Regions from separate parts of the Macaca mulatta genome. Here region 2 is linked to region 1. The links are chromatin contacts, called in public Hi-C maps. All regions are on one chromosome and are shown on one strand. The core of a region is the stretch at or near the end of the contact, and the rest is flanking DNA. Distances in the headings are between cores, read along the strand shown.

What was found. A called contact is a pair of places that touch in the nucleus more often than the background predicts.
Region 2: a contact with region 1 is called in a Hi-C map of cortical neurons, with 3 times the contacts expected there. The contact joins the promoter of BNIP1 here to the promoter of ATP6V0E1 in region 1. A contact is called at or near these places in 3 of 14 Hi-C or Micro-C datasets (CD4 T cells, cortical neurons and liver).

The regions. Positions count from the first base shown.
Region 1 is chr6:181,864,455-181,871,306 of T2T-MMU8v2.0, reverse strand. ATP6V0E1 (ATPase H+ transporting V0 subunit e1) reads right to left here and starts at 4,172. Exons shown (of 4, transcript NM_001261126.1): 1 at 3,994-4,172. The coding sequence starts at 4,097.
Region 2 is chr6:182,022,927-182,029,778 of T2T-MMU8v2.0, reverse strand. BNIP1 (BCL2 interacting protein 1) reads right to left here and starts at 2,677. Exons shown (of 6, transcript XM_001096579.5): 1 at 2,578-2,677; 2 at 223-315. The coding sequence starts at 2,661.

The DNA of each region.
Region 1 (6,852 bases), core at 2,923-5,422:
GTCAATTCATGACCTTTCAGTCAATGAATGCTGCATAAAGACAGGTGGTCCCATAAGATGATAATGGAGCTGAAACATTCTTATCATCTAGTGACATCTTGATGATCCTGAGCCTGTTTAGGCCTAGAATAATGTGTTTGTGTTTTAGTTTTTAACAAAAAAGTTTAAAAAGTTAAAAAATATATAAATGGAAAAAAACTTAAAGGATAGGATATAAAGAAAGAAAACAGATCAGGTGAGGTGGCTTATGCCTGTAACCCTAGCACTTTGGGAGGCCAAGGTGGGAGGACTGCTTGAGGCTAAGAGTTGGAGACCAGCCTGGGCAACAAAGAGAGACCCTGTCTCAAAACAACAACAACAAATTAGCTGAGTGTAGTGGTGCATGCCTGTAGTACTAGCTAGTGGGGAGGCTGAGGTGGACGGATCCCTTGAGCCTTGGAGTTTAAGGCTGCAGTGAGCTATGATGGAGCCACTGCACTCCAGCCTGGGTGACAAAGTGAGACTCTCGGTCTCTTAAAAAAAAAAAAAAATTATACAGCTGTACAATGTGTCTGTGTGTTGTTTTCAAAAGTTTACTCTTTTTACAATGTACAACAGGCTCCAAGATAACACTTTATTCTAAGTATAGGTGGCAAAGATGTTATGGCAGGGGGCCGGGTGTGGCAGCTCACACCTGTAGTCCCAGCATTTTGGGAGGCTGAGGCAGGTGGATCACCTGAGGTCAGGAGTTTGAGACCAGCCTGGCCAACATGGTGAAACCCCTTCTCTACCAAAACCACAAAAATTAGCCAGGCATGGTGGTGGGCACCTGTAATCCCAGCTACTCGGGAGGCTGAGGCAGGAGAATTGCTTGAATCCGGCAGGCAGAGGTTGCCGTGAGCCAAGATCGTGCCACTGCACTCCAGCCTGGACAACAGAGTGAGTGTCCGCCTCAAAAAAAAAAAAAAAAAGTTATAGCTGGGAATCCAGATGTTTAAATACAAATAGAATCAAGGGTCACCATCGATCACTTCAGGCACATGGAACAGTTTATTTTTTCCCAGATTTCTTAATTCCGCCTATGACCAGGGGCCCCTTCCCCATGGCCTTCACTTTCGGCTCCTCCAGTTTCTTCTGCTCCTCTTTTTGTTTAAAAAACGTATCTTCCAGCCGGGAGTGGTGGCTCATGCCTGTAATCCCAACACTTTGGGAGGTCAAGAGATCCAGACCATCCTGGCCAACATGGTGAAACCCCGTCTCTACTAAAAATACAAAAATTAGTTGGGCATGGTGGTGCGCGCCTGTAAACCCAGCTACTCGGGAGGCTGAGGCAGGAGAATTGCTTGAACCCGGGAGGCGGAGGTTGCAGTGAGCCGATATCATGCCACTGCACTCCAGCCTGGCAACAGAGTGAGACTCTGTCTCAAAATGCTTCTTGGGCTGTTTCAGGGGCTTCTTCCTGCCATCTATGAAGGTGGACATGGTGCCTGCAGCCTCTTCCCCAGACTCTGCCACTGGTCTTGTTTCGTTTTTGAAGAGACAGGGTCTCACTGTTGCCCAGGCTGGAGTACAATAGTGTGATCATACTGCATCCTGGAACTCCTGATCTCAAACACTCCTCCTCACTCGGCCTCCCCAATAGCTAGGACCACAGGTGTGCAACACCATGTCCAACTAATTTAAAAAAATTTTTTTGAGAGATAGGGTCTCGCTATGTTGCCCAGGCGGGCCTCAAGCAATCCTCTTGTCTGGCTTCCCAAAGTGCTGCATATGATAAGTGTGAGCCACCCTGCCCAGCCTTGCTTGTGTTTTAAGCCAAGTTAGTACAAAAGAGTCGAAAAGTTAAAAAGAATTCGAAAGTTTAAGTAAAAAAGTTACAGGAAGCTAAGGTTAATTTATTTTTGAAGAAAGAAAAACATGTTTTCAGAAATTTCATGTAGCCTAAGTGTACAGTGTTTCCAAAGTCCATCACAGTGTACAGCAATGTCCTGGTTCTTCACATTCACTCACCAGTCACTGACTCACCCACAGCAACTTCCAGTCCTGCAAGCTCCATATCATTGTGTTACATTTGCCTATACAGTATTTAAGGACAGTAACATGCTGTACAGGTGTGAAGCCTAGAAGCAACAGGTTCTACCATATAGCCTAGGTGCGTAGTAGGCTGTACCATCTGTTTGCATAAGTAAACTCTTTGATGTTCACACAAAAGCCCTACTAACACATTTCTCAAACGTATCCCTTTTGTTAAGTGACACATGTCTATATATCACTAGCTGGTCAAATACCTGAATCATGACACTCACTAGGGCTAGAAACTGAGTGGAAATAGGATGGATTTCATTACCCTGGATAATGGCAATGACATCCAAAGGAAGGCGAGAGAGTGCTCTTTAAGAAAGGAATTGTCACTGCTATCAAAGCAGCACTTTGTTGTTCTCTAACTCCAGTAGCAAAAACAAGTCTAATTAAATTTGGTTAATACAATTGCTTTAATAATGCCAGAATTCTGACTCTGTTCATCAACCTCTATAGGTAGGGGAGATGATCCCATATAGGTGGTGTTACCAGGGAGGAGGAACTTGATACTTAAAAACGATAAAAATTCACCTACCATGTTTCTTTTCTTAAAAAAAATATAATTTTAAACTAATAAAGCAAATGTATTCCAGGTAGCAAAAGGGGTTAAGGTCACAAAATACTAGGGAAGTAATAAAAATCTTTTTCTTTTTCTTTTTTTGAGACGGAGTCTTGCTGTCACCCAGGCTGGAGTGCAGTGCAGTGATCTCTGCTCACTGCAAGCTCCGCCTCCCGGGTTCACGCCATTCTCTGGCCTCAGCCTCCCAAGTAGCTGGGACTACAGGCGCCCGCCACCACGCCCGGCTAATTTTTTGTATTTTTAGTAGAGACGGGGTTTCACCATCTTAGCCAGACTGGTCTCGATCTCCTGACCTGGTGATCCGCCCGCCTCGGCCTCCCAAAGTGCTAGGACTACAGGCGTGAGCCACCGCGCCCGGCCACAAATCTTTTTCTTTTAATAAAGACAGTAGAACTATCCACTCAACAGGTATTTACTGGGTGCCTCCTGTGCATACAAGGTACTGTGAAAACCAGGCACTATGAAGCCACCAATTAAGTTGAAGGAATAAAGCAAGAGATGGTGTTTCTGACAAACTGACTTCAGTCGAAGTTTCACCTCTCATCATCTTGAACTGAGAAAAAAATGACTAAAAAGCAAAAGAGGAACCAGAAAGAGGGCGTTCCAAGGCTCCTTTGAAGATTAAGGCTCATTTTATACTACGGTTAAAAAGTTTAATTCCAAAATAGACAAAGCTCTATCCAACAAAGAAGTCTGAAAAAAAAAAAAAATCTTTCCTAGCCAATCATTCTAAGGATTTCTCACACTCACATACAAGGGCCGGAGCGCCCTCCAAAAGGTATGACGCAGCTTTCTCAACAATACCTCCTGCTCTTTGGTAATTAATCTCGCTTTAGATCAGGCCCCAACCGCCTCCTGGAGCCCACTAGATGCAAGCCTGGGCTCAATGTCGTCCAACGAGCTTGTTCTGTACGCAACAGCATGGGAGGCAGGGGGGCAATTTCTGTTTTATTTATTTGATCCTTAAGTTCAGGCAAACGAGGCCTCATGTGGGTGGAAGGCAGGGCTAAAGGGGGAAGAGTCGACTGGGGACAAGCCCCAGTGTCTCCCAGATTCGGCCTGCTCATTTCCGACTGCACCTCCCCACACAGGACTATGATGAGAAAAAAATTCCCCTGAAACTCGTTTCCAAGGAAGGTCCACCAAAGGTCACCCTCCACTCGCTCAGGCCGGAGGACACTGAAGCTGCTGCGAAAAGGAACACAAAGAGTTCCGCCGGGGCGAGGGCCTGACTCTGCAGCGCGGGGGGCGCCCATGCAACGTTCTCTGACCCGTGTGGGGATCGTGCTTTCCCCCGCCCCGGCCTGCTCGCTCCTCACCGCGCGTTCCTCCCAAGGCGGGCCTCGTGCACTTACCCCCGGTTAGGACCCTTAGGGATGAACCAAGGCACCAAGAAGCCGACGAAGCCCCAGAACACGCTCATCACAATGAGAGGCACCGTGAGGCCTTGATACGCCATGGTCACCGCCTGAGCGCCTGCCCCTACCCCGCCGCCTCACTCGGATCCCACCAGGAAGTGTCAATAGCTGACCACGTGACCAGCGTGCGCAGGCCCCGCCTCCCGCGCCCCTACGTGACCTGCGCGCCGGCCTCCGCCCCTCGAGGAGCCCGGAGGCAGAGCCCCGCCTTCGCCTGGCTGTCTCCTGGCTGCAGCTCCTTAGAGGCATGTCGCTCACCCCAGAGCCAGGGGTTCGGTCACCACGGGCTCAGGAAAGTGTTCTGATGCGAACTTGGCCCTTTTAGACAAAGAGTGTAGTTATTTACAGCCTCGTCTACTTATGCAACAGACATAGAGAACTTAACAATAGTTCTGTATTACTATTCTGAATTCCCGTGTGCCTGGCATTGGGTCATGATCTTTAAGTTCATGAACCCAAGGCCGGGGGCGGGGGCTCACGCCTGTAATCCCAGCACTTTGGGAGGTTGAGGCAGGCGGATCACTTGAGGTCAGGAGTTCGAGACCAGCCTGGCCAACATGGTGTAACCCTGTCTACTAAAATACAAAAATTAGCCGGGTGTGGTGGCGCACGCCTGTGGTCCCAGTACTCAGGAGGCTGAGGCAGGAGAATCGCTTGAACCCTCGGGAAGTGGAGGTTGCAGAGAGCTGAGATCCTGCCACTGCACTCCAGCCTGGGTGACAGAGCAAGACTCTGTCTCAAAAGAAAAAAAGAAAGTGCATGAACCTGTGTTGAACTCCTTACTTCAGCCTATGAGGTAATTGTAATTATTATTCCCACTTTGCAGTTGAAGAAACTGAGGCCCAGGGAGGAGACTAAGGATCTTGCCCAAAGTCACATAGTAAGTGGCAAGGCCAGGATTCAACCCCTGATGATCTGATTTTCAAGGCCAGAGCTCTTAACTAGTGCACCACTGTTTATCTTGTGCATTGTGCCAGGTTCTGGAGTTACAGAAGTCAATCAGGCACCCCTGAGGGAGTTCACATTCTGGGGAGCAGATGGCCTTGCAAACAGGCCACTCAATGCGTGTGAAAGTAAGTGGACGACCCTGCAAGGCTTTCCACCCAACTAGTCCTCGCTGAGCCTTGAAAGACAAGTAGAAATTAGCCAGAATAGTAAGAAGAAAAACAGGTCATTCGTGGTGGCTCACACCTGTAATGCCAGCACTTCAGGAGGATGAGGCGGGCAGATCACCTGAGGTCAGTAGTTCGAGACCAGCCTGGGCAACATGGTGAAATCCCATCTCTACTAAAAATACAAAAATTGGCCAGGTATGCACCTGCAGTCCCAGCCACTCAGGAGGCTGAGGAACGAGAATCGCTTGAACCCCTGGGAGGCAGAGGTTACAGTGAGCTGAGATTGTACCACTGCACTCCAGCCTGGGCAACAGAGTGAGACTCTGCCTCAAAAAAACAAAACAAAAAAGTAAAACAGTTTTGTTTGCTTTTGTTTTTTTTTTTTTTTTTTTGAGACAGGGCCCTGCTCTGTCACCCAGGCTGAAGTGCAGTGGTGCTCCATAGCTCACTGCAGCCTGGAACTCCTGGGCTCAAGCCATCCTTCTGCCTCAGCCTCCTGAGGAGCTGGGACTACAGGTGTGCACCACCACACCTGGCTAATTTTAAAAATTTTTTGTAGAGAGAGAGCCTCGCTATGTTGCCCCGGCAGGTCTTAAACTCCTGGCCTGAAGAGATCCTTCACCTCAGCCTCCCAAAGTGCTGCAATTACTGGCATAAGCCACCGTGCTGAGCTGATAAACAGGGCTTATAACACTTGCTGAGAATTTTCACATGTTAGTTATAGTATGCGCCAAGCTTGGAATAGACAAGGAAGCCAGTTCTCAGAGAGGTTGAGGAGCTTGATGATAAAGCTTACAGATGAAAGCAAGATAGAAAGCAGGTCTATAAATGCAATGTGCTTTACCAGGGACCATGGTTTCCTTGCAATAGCCATATTGCGTTACCTCCTGATTTCTTTCATCAAGTAGAATGGATTCCTGTTATTAAATGGGAAACTGGACCAATAATCTTCAACATCTGCACCAACTTTTCAGACATGATTCTAAGCCTCTAACCTGATCAGCAATGTAGGAAACTAATTTGTCTCCTTTGTGCTCATAATGCTTCCCCAAAACTTAGCCCCAGCAGAAATCCTATGGTCCTTAAGTTCTAGTCCAAGCACCACCTTCTCCAAGACCTATTTCATCCTGCTAGTGCATCTCTTTGGCCTTGTTGTATATGTATCTTGACCAACGCTCTACTAGAGGGCCAACTCCTTGAGAATAGGCACTGTTTCACTGATCTTTGTTTCTGGGAGGACTTTATACATAGAATGTGCTCAGTAAATAATTGTGCAATTGAATTGAGTAGCTAAGAAGGGTGAGGTCAGTCAGAACAAAATTAGAGAAAGAAGTTCATTTCTACTTTCCACTTGAACTTTAACTTGAACTTCAGCTCATTTCTCCCTCCCTCCCTCCCTCCCTCCCTTCCTCTCTCTCTCTCTCTTTTTTTTTTGGGTGGAATCTCGCTGTGTTGCCCCGGCTGGAGTGCAGTAGCACAACGTTGGCTCACTGCGACCCCCACCTCCCAGGTTCAAGCGATTCTACTGCGTCAGCCTCCTGAGTAGCTGGGATTACCGGCGCCCTCCACCACACCCGGCTGGTTTTTTTGTTTGTTTGTTTGTTTTGTTTTTGTATTTTTAGTAGAGACGGGGTTTCACCATGTTGGCCAGTCTGGTCTCAAAGTCCTGACCTCAAGTGAT
Region 2 (6,852 bases), core at 1,428-3,927, 160 kb before region 1:
CCATCCACTTGTTGACACAGCTGGCAGTGTTCTGCACGCAAAAGTTTCTCGTTTTTACCTGGACAGCAGGTTAGTACAGAGTCACCCTCACTGTCTTAAGTGTTTACTGCTCCCATCAGCTGGTGTTTGAAGAACCCAGACGGCTCTCAAGCAGAGGATACACCCAGGACTGAGCCCCCTTCATTGACAGATACTCAGCATCTCAGTTCTGAGAATACCCACCTGTATTCTGTGACGCAACTGTTGAAATTTCTCTTTTACTTTAGTGTTCAGTTCAGTAAGAGCACTTAAGGGTCCTGAACAATCACGGATATCCTAGGAGACATTGAACAGATGAAAGGCCTTTCTTAAGGCAATGAAATGAAATGACACCATCCATACAGTGAGAGAGTTGGTTTAGACCAACTAATATTAATGTACTGATACTGACTATAATTCATCCTGATCTTTGCTGTTTACCTCTGCAACACAAGCAAAAACATTATCATTGGCATTTTTCTCATTCCTCTTTAGATTAATGTTGAATTAATATAAAAGCCTAGAAAGAAACACAACTGCTTTGACCTAATTTTTAGTGCCTAAATTTTAACAAAACATTACCTGGCCAGTATGAAAAAGCTTAAAACAGCTTATATGCCCAACAAGAATGGACATGCGAAAGTAATACTATAACTTTAGAACCTTAGATCCTTTCAACTTGTAAGATGAGGATGTTTAAAGATCTGGCCTCATATGATGAGATTAACTTTTTCAGTGTGATTTTACAAACCGTCAGTGATATTTAGAGTGTTTATATAAACATGTTTAAGGGCAGATTTAGAATCTGTTGCTGGACATTCAGAATTACTGGTGCCAGTTTTCAGAGCAGGCTCTGGAGACAGACCATGTGGATTCGAATCCTGGCTGTAGCAACTTATTAGCTGTGTAAAGTTACCTGGAAAGTTATTTAAATTCTCTGTGTCTCAGTTTCCTCATCACAACCCTACTTACCTCAGAGAACATCATAGATTATGTGTGTATGTAAAGCACTTAGCAGAGCTGCTGGAACACAGTAAGGGTGCACTACATCCAGCTATAATCAATCTTTCTCATCAGCAATCACAAGAACCCAAATGTTAGAAAGAGTACAGAAGGGTGCCTAAGCAATTTAGATTATGTGAAAATGTGATTTCATTTGTATGAAACCTAAGTTTATTTTTCTATAACTGGCCCAGAAGTTTTGTAATGTATACATCAGAGAAGTGAAGTTCGAGAAGTTTTAAATATCTGCATCAAATTTCACTTTTTCTCTGGTTATTAATTTAATCACACTTCTTTGCACCATATTTGTTTATTCTGCATCTAATTTGGTTTATTCTGCATCTGGTTTATCTGGGGAGCCCTACTTTCCTGCACTTTTTGCCACCCCTCGTTACAAACTCTGAGTCTACATCTAATGTTTAGTGACTTTGTTGAAAATGATTTGCTTTAAAAACCAAGGTTTAGGCCGGGCGCAGTGGTTCACACCTGTAATCCCAGCACTTTGGGAGGCCGAGGCGGGCAAATCACGAAGTCAGGAGATCAAGACCATCCTGGCTAACACGGCGAAACCCCGTCTCTACTAAACAAAATACAAAAATGAGCTGGGCGTGGTGGCGGGCCCCTGTAGTCCCAGCTACTCGGGAGGCTGAGGCAGGAGAATGCCATGAAGCCGGGAGGCAGAGCTTGCAGTGAGTAGATCGCGCCACTGCGCTCCAGCCTGAGCGACAGAGCGAGACTCCGTCTCAAAAACAAACAAAAACAAAAAACAAAACAAAACAAAACAAAAAAACAAGGTTTAAAACTCTTGGTTTCTTTTTGCTAAACTCATGGAACCGTGTCTACATTCCTAATTCTTGTCTACGTCAACTCGTTTATTTTACCTCTACCCTTAAATGGCTTAAGGCGAAAACACCTCATTTCCTCTCTGTTCAAACGGGGTAACACTCTAAGGTGTTATTCCTAGGTTGACTTTCCCAGTCCAGGTCCCAGTTTTGCCATTGACCCAGGCCTGCCTTCTAACCTAGGCCTTGGCGCCGTATTCGATTTCCTCAAGCATAAAATCACAACTACGGTCCAGGTTACATTCGTTTCACCTGGTGCCTCCCGAGCCAGGTGCCCTTGGATGCCAGGGGAGCTGGCCAGCAGGGGGCGGGGCTAGCTGCCTACCGGGCGCTACCAGAGAATGGGGAAGCAGCGTCAGAGGGCGGGGCCAAGCAGGGTGGCAGGTAGGTTGTGAGGAGGTCAGGGGCGGAGCGACGACCAGGACTGCAAGTGGAAGTGGCAAAGCCGAGCCTCGAAGCAGTAGCTGGGTCAGGGGCGGAGAACAGTTGGGTGCTCTGGAGATGGGCGATCCGGCGGCACCCGGAAAAAGGATCAAGGCCAGCAGTCACGGGGACACAACCAAATGGGGACCAGGGCGGGTAGCCGGTCATGGGGCGGAGCCGGTGGCCTGGGAAACCAAGTGGGGAAAGTTCGGGAGTGACACTACCGAGCTCACAGACCAGCAGAGCTTGGGTTAGGGCTGCTGGAGCCTGGCAGGGGTCCCGGGATCAGTACCTGAATAAGCGCCTTCACCTCCAGGTCAAATTTGACAATCTCTTGGTTACAGATCCGGACGTGGACATCTTGGGGAGCCGCCATGTTGGGGACGCCGGTTACGGGCGGCGGCAGGGCCCAAGTTCAAACGCGTTTTCGCACCGCCTTCTCGCCCTCCCCGCCCAGTCTCGGGGCAGCGCCCCCTAGAGACCGGCGAAAATGGCAAGCTTGGGTCCCTGCCGCAGAGTTGGGACTTTCCCTGACACGTGTAGGGAAATCAGCCTCTCCTCTTGGTATGGCCTTAATACCATGGAGAGGAAGAGAAGAGGGAATATCAATAATGCTTCACAGTGGTCTCTTTCCATCTTCCTTCTGTCAGGCATTCTAATAACTATGTATTTTTTGCATAGAAAAAAAAGACTGGAAGAAAAGTATCAATTGAGATGTCTCTGGAAAGTACAAGTGACAATTTTTTGTTTCTTCAAACTTTCTTATATTTTTAATATTTTCTACAGTGAGTATAAATTGTGGAGTAAAAGAGAAAATGATAAATGTTATGTATTTTTTAAAGTATGGAGTTCAGTAGAGTCAGTAGAGTACTTCCTATCACTCCAACACATGATCTGAGGGATCTTTGTAAAACACGAAATTGATCAAGTCGCCTCCCTGTATGCAGCCCTTCTATGGCTTCTGGTGGTTCCCTTTTGTATACAACTGGATTTATTAAATCTACCTTGCTGGGGTAGTTTTGATGGATTTACGTAGTTTTGATGGATTTACGTAGTTTTGATGGAAATGTCAGAGGAAACCCTCAACAAATGGTGGCTCTTTTATTTTTGTTAGTAAATAATCCAAGTTTCTTAGCTGGTCCTCAAGGTCATCAGCCACCCCACCCTGCGCCCTTCCTGGATTGCTCAAGCTCTTTCTGGATGTGTAGCCTTAGAATGTGGTGTTCCCTCTCCCTGGAAAGCTTTTCCCCGACTCGACCCCACTCCATCTGCTTTTGTTCAGGTCACTTCAGCAAGAATAGATTGTGAGGACCTAAATGCTTAGGACCTGAATGTTCATCTCTCTTAATCCTCACAACCACCCTTGAAATTGCACTACACTAGTATCACACTTCAGGAGATGAGCTGAAAGTAGATTAAAATAACCACCAATCAACCCTGTCGCAAGATTACCTATCTTGAAAGTGGCACAGCCTCTACTGAAAGCCATCTTTTCCCCAAAAAATCAATATGGCTCCCACCTGTTGTAAGCAGGGCTCTGTGCTTGTCTGTGTTCCTACAGGCCTCTACACACCCTCTCGTAAGGTATTCATCACCCCACTGCACCTAATAGAGAGGCAGTGTATCCCAGGCTTGGCATCTGCCTGGGCTCAAATCCTGTCCACAGCACTGCATGCCTGTGCTTCAGTCTCCTCAGAGGCTAACTGGTGATAATCAATAGCACCTACTTCACAGATTGGATAATTAAATGAGATAATACATGAAAAGCACCAAGCACAGTGTGCTAATGTGGCATATGGTAAGATCTCAGTGCCCGTTAGCTGCTGTTATTCTACTACTAGCCAACATTTTGGGAGCACTTCCTATGTGCCAGGAACTTTGTACTAAGTGCTTCATGTGTGTCTCGCTTAAGTCTCACAACTCTGTGAGATAAAAACGGGGCAGAGAGGAATAATGACTTGCCCACAGCAAATGGAGTTGCTAGGTCAAAGGATATATGCATTTAAAAATTCTGACGTATTACCAAATTGCTCTTCCTAGGGATTATGTCAATCCAAACTCCCTCCAGCAACATGGCATAAATGCCCGTTTCCCGTGGCCTCGTCAACATGATAGGTTAACAAACATTGGAAGTTTTGCCGATCTGATTAGGTGAAAAGGGCTTCTTTAGTTTGCACTTATCTGACCATGAAGGAGGCTGAGAAACTCTACCTATGCTTCAGAGCTATTTGTATTTATTCTGTTGTCTGCTCCTTGTTCTATTGGGTTGTTGGTTTTCATATCCGTTCCCAGGAACTCCATATATTAGGAGGATTAGTCCTTAGAGATGAGTTTCAAAGCTTTTCTATTTTCATTTTTTTTTTTTAAGACATCTACAGCCTTAAAAAGTCTATAGAATTTTGATTTGGCTTATGGTGTTTTGGTATTAAACATTTTGTTAATCTTGTTTTACACTGAATTTATCAATCTTCATTTATGATTCCTGGATTCAGGGTCCAAGTTGGAAAAGCCTTCTCCACTTACAGGGATTTAAAGGAATTGCCCACATTTCCTTATAGTGTTTTTATGGGTGGTTTTTTGTGACTTTTTTTTTTTTACACTTAGATCTTTATCTATTTTGAAATATATGTTGGCTTATGGTGTGAGATATACACCCAATTTTACTTTTTCGGGAGGTTACTCAGTTATTCCAATACTATTTAATGAAGAGTCTACCTTTTTCTCACTGGTTCTGGATGCCACATTTGCCATACTAAATTGTCGTGTATATTTGAGTCTACTTTTAGACCTTCTATTCTGCTTGACTGGCCTATTCATGCATCAAAATGAGTTTTAACTACTATGGTTTTATAATGACTTTTAATATCTGCTAGGATTAAATACCTCTTTCCCTTGTCCCCCGCATCACTGCCCCCTCACCCCCACTGCCTACCAGCATCTTCCAGCGATTTTATCCCTGCGTAAACTTTTTTATAACCTCTTGGTATGTTTTCTTAGGATGACATTACACTTTTTAGCAACATTTTATTTTTAATTTAACTTAGCACTGTTAGTTTTATGTCACTGCTCCTGTTTAAGAACTTGGTGTATCTTTCAATTTATTTCAGTTTCCTTCTGTGTCCTTCACAGTACTTTCAAAGTTTTCTTTATCCTAGGCCTTGTATACATTTTCTATTATTAGTTATTAAGTTATTCTATAAAGTTTATTCCTGGTAATATTTTAAGGTTAAAACCTTGTGAAGAAACTGAGGTTTACTTTCTTCAGGTCACTCCAGTGTTTTGGATACTCACATAGAAGCTCCCTATTTAGGACAGCAGAGAAGCCCCAAAGCCAGCAGCAGTTGGCAGACTTGCGCATATGCCCTTAGGATCCTTTCACATCATGCTTCTTGTTGGATATTCAACGTATGCAATCAACAGTCCCCAGTTGCATCTCTATGCTGCAGTTAAGGAAAAAAACATAAGCTCCCTTTTTTCTCTACCCTCCAATATACTTCCTTCCAATAAGGAGACCCAATCCTAAACCTTAAGCTAGAGGCCATCTTCGAGGAACAGATATGCAGTCTGGTGATCATTACACCCAATTACTGCTTCCTCTCAACTCTGTTTTGCTTCCCCTATCACCTTTACCCACTGATCCTGAGACTAGCTTTTGTTTATCTGCTAGGTTTTGGCTTTCTTTTTGGTTTTCAGATTCTAAGGCCTTTATCCCCCGCTACAGAGACGTCCTTCCAAATACTGGCTGCGACTTGGCCTAATAGATGAATAGATCCCAAATAGATGAATACGAATTATTTCTGTAGTGGAGCAAGCCAACTGAGTTTGGAGTTCTGTAATCATATAAGGTAGGTCTGGGGCTAGTCTCCTCACCTGTGTCTAGTCTCTTTTGTAAAATGTACATGACCACCAGCCTCACTGGGTCCTTGAGAGTAGCAGCTGAGTTTGCTGTAACAAAAAAGCACCTAGTGGAGTCCTTAAGGAATGCCACTCCCTCCCCTAGGGCTAACACCTTCTTCCTGCTCTGAACCTTTTAGCTGGGATATTATAGTATTTCCCAGCCATTTTTTTTTTCTTCAAATTCTCCACTGTACTGTGGCTAAACAGCTCACCAACTGAATGACCCATCTAACTGGATGCTATCCACAGGTTTAGTTTCCTAAGGACTATACTGATCTGGCTCACCCAGCCCTTTAACAGTCTCAAGACCTTGACAGAGGCTCCTGTGAGCAGTGGTCTTGAGAAGTCAGTCCTGATGCAGAACCAGTCCATGGGAGGTCATGTCCCTCCCCTTTGTTTCTTGATGGCCCCAGTGTCACTCACATGAAACAAAGAGGGTTTCCTCAAGGGTCCAGGATACTAAGAACACAAGTCTATCAATTCTCTAATATATGCCACTAGATGTGGTACCTGTGTCCTTGAAAACACCTCGGCAACGATAATGTACCTGGAGCCCTTTGCATGTCTGTAACAGCTCCTGTGTTGTTCAGCAATCCTGTTCACATGCTGGCTGTGAGTTCCTGGAGTTCTCTTTCATCTCTCTATTGCCCAGTACCTAGCACAGGTCCTG